2 separate regions of the Sus scrofa genome follow, and region 2 is linked to region 1. Evidence: chromatin contacts called from public Hi-C data. All regions are on one chromosome and are shown on one strand. Each heading gives the region's core, a stretch centred on a gene start, on an enhancer-like site or on the middle of the called end of the contact. The rest is flanking DNA. Distances are from core to core; before and after follow the strand shown. Region 1 has its middle 350 kb from the start of KLF6. Region 2 has its middle 36 kb from the start of AKR1E2.

Region 1 (4,861 bases), core at 2,157-4,656:
AACTGTCTGAGGACCAGCCTGGGGCAGCAGGACCAAACATGAGCCAGGTCACACCTGCCTGTCTTTGCCGATTGCTTATGGCCTCTGCCATCATGGTTGCTAAATGGCTTTTGATATCATTTTAGGATATGTGCCTAACTTTTAAATGGGAGTCACGAGGAGATTCCAACTAACAGAATTTCGATGCCTCGTGTTCAATGGTAAGTGTTCAGATTGTCCAGATTGAGAGAAATCAATTGTAGGACATTGTTTTGCTCATGATGTGTTACAGGTAAAAGGGGGTGTCAGGTTAACAGAGAAAGTCATGACTCATGTCTGTATCTTTACCCATTCTGCAAAGATTAATTTTATATTGTTATAATAATAAAGTGTACCTCGAATCCACAATATTAACTGCCCCATTAGTAGTCTGCTGTTTGCCTGTTACAAAATGGCAGCTATGCATCTGTCTTTCCTCCTGAAGCAAGGTGGCTAAAAATTACATCCTCAGAGTGGAAACATACTGCTTTGCAAGTTAATAGCGAAATGCCATCATGGCAGGTGTAAATTAGGCTGCACACCTTTGTCTCAGTTAGGAGCGTTTTCTGGCAGAGAGTTTTATATCATAAAGGCCATATTCGCCGCTGTAGATGGTGGTACCGACCTTTACTGTTTTCCTACACAAAGAGACTCTCATAAAAATTCACCCCATCTCAGATGTAAAAACAGAAACACGCAAAAGGAGGAGAGAGGAAGGATGGGTGAAAAAACCCCGTTTCATTCTCGGACTTGTCTGCAGTGTTAATTTATCTCAAAATCTTGGTTTGGCCTTGAGGAGAATAATGGAATCAAGGTTTGTTTTTTTTATACAAATGTACTTATTTATTATCTATTTATTTATTTATTTAGGTACCTGTGACTGTTTGAGTACTTTGTGCTCTAATACAAACAAGAGATGTTGTGAGGGTCTGAGCTGAAGTATCGTGAGTGAATCTTTACTTAAGATCATGTTCCTTGTATTTTCATAGAAAACGCAATTTTAACCAGTGATCGTTTTAAATGCTTTGGTGTACATGCTCAATTTTGCAATTATATGACATTAAATGCATGGTAATTTAGCCCTCTTTTCTGTGTGGTCTTTAATTTGAAGCGCGCTATTTGAAGTTTGTTTCAAATGTGTCTAGACAGTGCCTCTTGAGTGCTGTGAGGGCCCATCGAAAAGTGCTTCTCTTTGCTATATGTCCAGTTTTTTCCCTGTCAGACCATGCCTCTTGTCTATCTAGTGATACGTGGTATGTCTCTTTTTATTATTTATTTATTTATTTATTTCTCTTTTTGCCATTTCTTGGGCCGCTGCTGCAGCATATGGAAGTTCCCAGGCTAGAGGTCGAATCAGAGCTGTAGCCGCCAGCCTATACCAGAGCCACAGCAACTCGGGATCCGAGCCGCGTCTGCGACCTACACCACAGCTCACGGCAACGCTGGATCCTTCACCCACTGAGCGAGGCCAGGGATTGAACCCGCAACCTTATGGTTCCTAGTTGAATTCGTTAACCAGTGAGCCACGACAGGAACTCTGATATGTCTCTCTTTAGATAAAGTAACTACCACCTTTATACTCCATGGATTATGATTACAAATGAATTTTTTTTTTTTTTTTTTTTTTGCTTTTTAGGGCTTCACCAGTGGCATATGGAAATTCCCGGGCTAGGGGTTGAAACAGAGCTGCAGCCAGCCTACACCATAGTCACAGCAATGCCAGATCCAAACTGCATCTGTGACCTACACAACAGCTTTCAGCAAATCCAGATCCTTAACCCACTGAGCGAGGCCAGGGATTGAACCCACATCTTCATGGATACTAGTCAGGTTCTCTGAAATGTCTCTTTTTTTAATGTCTGGAATTTATCTCCTAGTTCGATTGAAACAAGGGTGTCAGAATCATCTACTGTAATTTCTACGACTAAACAATGTGTCTAAGTGTCAAATAGCATTGTCGCTGTTACAGTATGGATGCTTAATAAACACTAAAATAAACGGGTGAATGAAAACAGAGACAGTGTCTTTGGTTAAAGGGTTTTTAAACATCGCAGAATCCCTCATCTGAAATTGTTATCTTCAGAGTTGGTCTTATTGTCCTGATTCATTTATTTATTTTCTTAAAACTGACTAACTCAGTCAATGGTCCTCACATTGAGTAACCAAGTTTAGTTTATGCCTGTGCTTTACCAAGTTTGGCTGCTGTTTTTTTCCTGCCCAGTCAGGGGGCAATTCAGGCCCGTAATATGGATTGACCGCCAGGTGTCTCGGGGACTGGAGCCAGATGTTTCCACTGTGGCTTTGAGGTCTGGGCCATACACTTGCTGAGCCCCAGGGGTTATTCGCTGGTGTTTTAGAACCACATCTGCTTCAAGCCGTCAGCTAGGAAAAAAAAATTAATCAAATAAAAAAGTATGTGTGGGATCTGTGAAGATACGTCCATGTACGTGTGTGTGAAAAGTGCCAAACTGTTGGGCCAGGTGCTTTGAGAGACAAGAGAAAGAGTTCTCCTCGCCCCAAGGCGCACACGCAGGGTAAAGCCTCCCTCACTGTGTGGGAGCCTCGCTCGTGCACGGGGTCGGTTTGCTGGAGATGAAGAGGCTGACTGCAGACCCTTTCACGCCGAGCAGGTTCAAAAGCATTAATATCTTCACATTCTAACCGTCTGCAATTTAAACCTGGTGACCAGAATGCAACAGCAGAGGAAGATACAGCGCAGAAGAGCATGAAGAAGAAACGGAGCTCAGACCCCGCACAGCGGGCAGCCGACGTCAGGAGGACCCCGGCTGAAGGAGCAGCGAGGGGTCTGGCGAGGCTTTGGGATAACGGGACATTTCCCGGGATGCAGCAAACCGCTGTTTCTGCCACCTTTTTATGGTTGGTGATGGTAAAGGATATTGCAGATGGAGTTGCTGCTTCCTAAATTCCACAAAGATAAACATATTTGGACCTATTTTTAGAGAATAATGGACTGTGCTATCATAACTGGCATTAAAATGGAACTAAACTTTAGCTACATGGAATTCATGGCTCTAAACACACACACACACACACACACACACACACACACACACACACACAACTGGCTTGTTGGAATAATAGTGAAAGCCAAAACACACTCTCAAAATTCTGGAGTGAAAGCATATTCTCAGAAGTGTGTCCTCCGCGGCAAAACAAAAGATGCTCACAGGTGTGACAGCAGGAACAAGCACCTTGATGTTGGAGAGAGACATTTATGACGGCAGAAACCTTTCTGAGCGGAAAGACCAGTGCTTTTCTTTGTACGCTTTGTCTGAGAAAAGCCAGGGGCGTGAATACGAGGGAGGAAGGGAGTCGTCTTGTTCCTGTTGGGGCAGAAAGCACGGTGGCCGCCCTTTTCTCTACATCCCTGCTTCCCCCCATCATCGGACACGTGTTCTGCGTTAGTCACTCTGAGTCAGTCACTCGCTGAACTGTCTTCTGTGCTCTGGCAAAGATAGGGGATCTATCTGGGTTTCCTTAGCGATATTCCAAACACATTTTTTTTCTGCGCTCCCATACCGAGCGAGCACATAGTTTGGGAGGAATTCCTGTCGTGTGGGAGGCCGGCTCCGCTCCATTCACACACTCTCTCTCCCAGATGTGACCCCGTGGGCTTAGCCCTATGTCCGCTGGGGCCGCCAGGCAGCCCTGGCCGCAGGATCCTCTTGGACAACCGCAGCGGTCTTGCTGCGTCTTCTTATGCATGTGGTGTGTGCATGCTATGCTTCAGCATTTTTTAAACTCTTCCTTTGAGTAAATTAAAAAAAGTTTGTGAAAAAGTTTGCTCCAGGAAAAGGGAGCCAAAGGGCTCGCTGATTCTTTTAATTGAATAAGGGGGGGGGCGGGGAATGGGGAGCGGGAGGTGGGGGGGATAGAAGAGAAAAAGGTATAGAAATCAGTTAGCCTCATGGACGGCTAGATGAGGTCCCTTGCTATTAAAAACATCCAGAGTGAGCCCTGGGGGTGGCCAACAAAGAAAGGGGTTGCTATTATTTGGGTTCCTGTTAAAATCTGACCCCACAGGGTGCTTTAAATCTCCGTGACCAGGGCACTGCCCTCTCCGAAACAGCAGACCTTCAGATGTGCACGGGAGACGAGACCCGGGATACCATTTAGAGGCCTCTTTGACCAGGGAAGGTCACCGTGTGACCATTTCAGGGGGACACCTGCAGCACGGCTTTGTCAACAGGGCCTTGGATCTGAACAAAACACACGCAGTCACTTCCCACCAGGACGTGACACTCGGGGCCGGCCCTGAGCCGGGCACATCTGGAAGGTGGCTCTTTCAGGGGGGCGTTTTCTCTCCGTTCCACGTCCGGGAGCGGGTGAGCGAGAAGCGCTGCCTTCACAGCCCGACTGTGCGTCAGTGCCATCGGTCGGGGGTGCGGCCAGGGCGCTGGGGCGCCTTGAAGGGCAGGCGCGGAGCCTCCAAGGCCGCTGTTCTGAACCAGGGCCTGGTGGGGGTGGGGGCCGGGTCTCAGGCCGGCCGGGGCTTAAAAACGGGGGATAGAGATGCCACGCAAGGGCGACTGGGCGAGAGCCATCCCTCACCGGGCGTGATCGCAGTTGTCCAGCCGCCGCCCCGGTCGCTAAGGACACTGGCTCAGCCCGCGGGGACAGCCGTGCCGGTGGAGTCCAGGCGGCTCGGTCATGAGCGCTGCGGTCCCGCTGTTGTTAACAGCAGTCCCGGCGACCGTCCTCAAGGCCTGGGAAAATGTCCACAGGCATGAGCCCGCCTTCTGCGCATCCGAACTCTACGTGACTCAGGGTCACTTCTTCACATAAAGAACGCGGGGGCGGCAGCTTGGGGGAGAAAGGACTC
Region 2 (4,610 bases), core at 388-2,887, 410 kb after region 1:
TGAATATCTTCCTAATAAATCAAAACAAGGGAATCTGTATAATAGTAAATATAACTTTGAGAAAATGTAATTATCTTAATTTTTTTTAAGGACCAGCCCCAGACATTGTTTTGAGAACCACTACTTCGTATGTTCCTGTAATCCTCTAACCTCTGAAAACCATTATACATGATACATCCAAATTCTAACCATGGCATTGGTTATTCCAGTATTTTGAGAACTATTTGAAACATAAAGGTAAAGTTCCTCCATTCGTGAAATTAACGCAATCTGAAAATTCACATATTAATCCAAAAAAAGAAAAAAAGAAAGAGGTTTGATTATTGAAAATATTATAGCTTTAGAGAATGAAAATTACACTGGAGGGGTAAAATTTTTAACAGCCCACTTAAAAATGTGGAGCAAAATATTTACTTGGCTGTGAGCATCTCTGTCAGCAAACTTCTAAATGATTACCGTGTCTTACGTGCAAGATGATATTTCGGTTACAATTAAAATCATTGGTTGGATTTTAAGACGCCTCCGACTCAACCTACAAATTTGGGATTTACTAGGAAAGAATAACAAAACATCTTAAAAACTTCTTGAAGGGTTCTTTTCTTCTTATATCAAGAAGCAAAATGCACTCAGTGCCCTGTTGAGTAAGTTAAAAAGCATCCAAGACATAGGCAAATTCCCTTGATAAAAATGTTTTCTAGATTAATATTGCTATTCAAAGTCCTTTCCACATCGCTTGGATTTTTCTTTTCCTTTTAAAGCACCAAGTTTCTCCTCCTGGTTTTGGAATCCATGAACAGATCCGGTGCCATGTCACAGACACAGTCAGATCCTTTAAAACCTTTTCTCTTTCTGTTTCTTTTTTTGAGTTTCCTGTCGGCCTGACACATTGTGTTCTCACATCCCTTGGAAACCACGTGGGGAAGAAATAAAGTGCACCCCTCCGTCCACAGATAGGCAATGTTTGCTCACCGACTGGGGGAAACACAACAGGTCACTGCAATTGGCTATATATGGTCATTCAGTCACACGGAGCAAGGGACGAGGCCAGGACACAGGAAACACCTGTGGAAAAGGACTCCGAATAATGGGCCCTTTTGCAGTTTAACTGTTCACAAAGCACAGAAATACCAAATACCAGCAACATGTTGGCCAATGTTATTTAAAACGGGCTCCCTGCAAAGACAGGGGAGCAGGTGCAAGACTTGCCTCTCAAAAACGTTCTGTTTTGGAGTTCCTGTGGCTCAGCCAAAACGAATCCAACTAGCAGGCAAGAGGATGCCAGCTGGATCCCTGGCCTCGCTCTGTGGGTTAAGGATCCGGTGTTGCCTGTGAGCTGTGGTGTAGGTCGCAGTCTCAGCTTGGGTCCTTCGTTGCTGTGGCATAGGCCAGGGGCTACAGCTCTGATTGGACCCCAGCCTGGGAACCTCCATATGCCGCAGGTGCAGCCCTAAAAAGCCACACACACCAAAAAAAAAAAAACGTGCTTTTTCTTTAGCACCAAGTCTTGCACGTTGTAGCACTACCCACGGTAAAAGCAATGAAAAGTCTTCAGGGCAGACACTAAAACTGTCTTTCAGGGATGTCCTTTCCTGAAACCTGGAAGATGTGGAAACAAGGAACTTGTGCCTGAGGATGTAGCTCCATCTACAGGACGTGGGAGGTAGGACAAGGTCCATGTAAACAAATTCTCCGGCCACACGCGGATATTAAGGTTGTGTTTTGCTTCTGATAAATGAGCTTTTTCACTGAGAAGAAAGGAACGTGAAACGAGGGGTGACGTGCACGTGGGCCATTCATTCCTGAGGCTTTGATCGACTTAGTTTTTATTCTCTTCTTTGTAAATTAAAAAAAAAAAAAAAGTCCATGTAAGCTCATCTTTGGTTTAAAAGAAAAGGCAGTTCTGGTTGGGGATGTAGATGGCGGGGGCGGCTAGGCATTTGGGAAGCCGAGGGCATATGGGAAATATTTGTACCTTCCTCTCCATTTTGTTGTAAACCTAAAACGGCTCTAAAAAGTGCTCTTTTACATAAGAGAACAGACTTGTGGTTGCCAAGGGGAAGCCGGGAGCGAGGAGGAGTTTGCGGTTAGCAGATAAAACTAGTACATGTAGAATGGATGAGCAATGAGGTCCTACTGTACAGGACAGGAACCATATCCCGACTCTTGGGATAAAACATGCTGGAAAATAACACAGGAAAGGGAATGTATATATATACGTATGTATACATATATGCCTGGGCCACTTCGCTATACAGCAGAGACTGGTACAACATTGTAAATCAACCATATTTTAATTAAAAATAAATATAATAACAAATAGGGGTTTTGTTTTGTTTTGTTTCTTAGGGCCGCACCCATAGCATATGGGCCTATGGAAGTTCCCAGGCTAGGAATCGAATAGGAGCTGCATCTGCCGGCCTAGGCCACAGCCACGGCAAGACCAGATCTGAGCCATGTCTGCAACCTACACCACACCTCACAGCAACGCCAGATCCTTAATCCACAGAGAGAGGCCAGGAATGGAACCTCATCCTTATGGATACAAGTCAGGTTCTTTACTGATGAGCCACAAGGGGAACAATAAATCGTTTTTTTAAAACACAAAACCTCAGGCAGAGTCCACTCAGGGAGCACTGAATTCTTTTAGAAAATGGTATGGAGGTACCTCAGGAAACTAAACATAGAACTACCATATAATCCAGCAATTCCACTGCTGGGCATATATCTGGACAAAAGTTTCACTGAAAAAGATACACGCATCCCTGTGTTCATAGCAGCACTATTCACAATAGCCAAGACATGGAAACAACCTCAATGTCTATTGACAGATGAGTAGATTAAGAACATGCAGTACATATACATGGTGGAATATTACTCAGTCATAAAAAAGACAAACAAATGCCATCTTCAGCAACATGGATGGATCTAGAGACTCATTCTAAGTGAAGTCAGAAAGAGAAAGACAAATACCATATGGTATCGCTTGTTTGTGGAATCTACAATATGGCTCAGATAATCCTCTCCAAAAAACAAAAACAAAAAAACAAACACAAAAAACAGAAACAGATCATGGCCAAGAAGAGCAGACTTGGGGTTCCCAAGGGGAGAAGGGGAGGGAGTGGGATGCATGGGCATTTGGGGGGGGGGGTTGGATGAAAACTTATATTTGGAAGGAATGGGCTGTGGGTCCCTAACGTACAGAACAGGGAAATGTGTGTGATTGGGTCACTTTGCTGTACAACAGAACTTGATGAAACATTGTAAATCAACTATACTTTAATAAAATAATAATAATAAAACAAAAAAGAACATGTCAAACTAAAAATAAACTTAAAAAACCTTCCTCCAGTCCATCAAAAGAAAAAAAAAGAAGTCCTCTCTCCTCTCTGTTTTGGGTCCCGCCTGCTCCCGGCTCTCGGCTGGCCAGGGACTGCACGTCGGCACCTTCTTCCCACTTCTCCTCCCTCCCGGGTCCCATGGGCTCTGCACCCCCAGGGCAGTGGCCGGATAAGGACATGCTCTTGATGTCCATGCAGGTGCACAGAGCCATTTTCCAGCTCTCACTTGCAGGAGAGGCGGCCAGTCTCCTGGAAGCCTTGGGCAGGACCGCGGCTGGAACTCGGCCTCTGGCCACCGCTGCCTAATAGAAACAGAGAGACAGAGCTTGGGGCAAAGGAGGAATGAGTAGCTTCATTGCCTTGCCAGGCTAATGCCCTAAACACAGTGCCCTCTCTGGGGAGACCAGGAGTGGTCTTCTCGTTTGGGAGGGGAAGATGGGGCTACAGATTAGGCTCCGGGTAGCAAGCTTGTATTCCTCTTCAAAGCTGGTGTCAGGTGGCCCCGGGACTGGTTCCGGTGGTCCTTGAGATTATCAGGACACGCCCTTCTCTCCGGAAAGAAGGAGGCTTCACGGGTAGTCAGCATCTTCCCTTTGTTGGGGGCTTTAGTTTGGCAGGTATTGTTATGCATATTCCCTTAGAAGGAACCAGGTCCCTGCCCCAAGGCGGCACTATTGTCTCCTGAATGTTCCTCCCTGGTCTCTGCATCCCCTCCATTCCCAGATGAGCAACAGTTTCAACCCGCCCTCAGGGAAGGTCACAGAAGCTGAAGCTTATTCCCTACAAACCGAAAGGTGGGGACACAGAGGCTTCTGTGCCCAGGAGCCTGCAGGGTCCTGGTTTCAGCTCCCTCGTCCTGGAATCTTTTATTCAGGTGGACATCCAAGGTCCAGGAGCAAGGGCCAGATCATTGGCCCAAACGTCCCCTTTCTAGGTCTGTCCTCTTGTCCCCTACCTCTGAGCCCCTCGGCTCAGCAGACATGCTTTTGTTTACTTGAGCTCCAGAGAAAACGTTTCAAAGCAGAAGGGGAGCCAGGCTTCCTGGGCTCTGAAGCTGACCTGATGGGGGGAACCTAAGTAGGAAAAAGGAAAAATACAGAAAAAATGAATGGAATCAGCATAGACATCTCCACAAATTACAGATCGTTAAAAAGCTAATAAATGCCACAAGCATCACATTTAGAATTTTTTAAAAATTAATTTGCTGCCCAGCCATTTTCCCAGCTCTCACCCTGCATTTCTATTTCTTTTTTTGGGGGGGGGATTTCTTTT

What was found. A called contact is a pair of places that touch in the nucleus more often than the background predicts.
Region 2: a contact with region 1 is called in a Hi-C map of skeletal muscle, with 5 times the contacts expected there. The contact joins two enhancer-like sites. A contact is called at or near these places in 10 of 47 Hi-C or Micro-C datasets (embryonic fibroblasts, fetal heart ventricle, mesenteric adipose tissue and 4 more) and 1 of 2 datasets of contacts at active chromatin or transcription factors (skeletal muscle).

What each region holds. Positions count from the first base shown.
Region 1 is chr10:66,134,851-66,139,711 of Sscrofa11.1, reverse strand. No RefSeq gene overlaps it. Among named protein-coding and RNA genes, the nearest start is that of KLF6, 350 kb to the left of the region's middle. Within about 2 kb of position 3,406, at least 31 of the 83 cell types and tissues checked have an H3K27ac peak or open chromatin away from gene starts, as enhancers often do. A contact at or near this core is called in retroperitoneal adipose tissue and skeletal muscle, where this site is marked.
Region 2 is chr10:65,727,113-65,731,722 of Sscrofa11.1, reverse strand. No RefSeq gene overlaps it. Among named protein-coding and RNA genes, the nearest start is that of AKR1E2, 36 kb to the right of the region's middle. Within about 2 kb of position 1,637, at least 10 of the 83 cell types and tissues checked have an H3K27ac peak or open chromatin away from gene starts, as enhancers often do. A contact at or near this core is called in retroperitoneal adipose tissue and skeletal muscle, where this site is marked.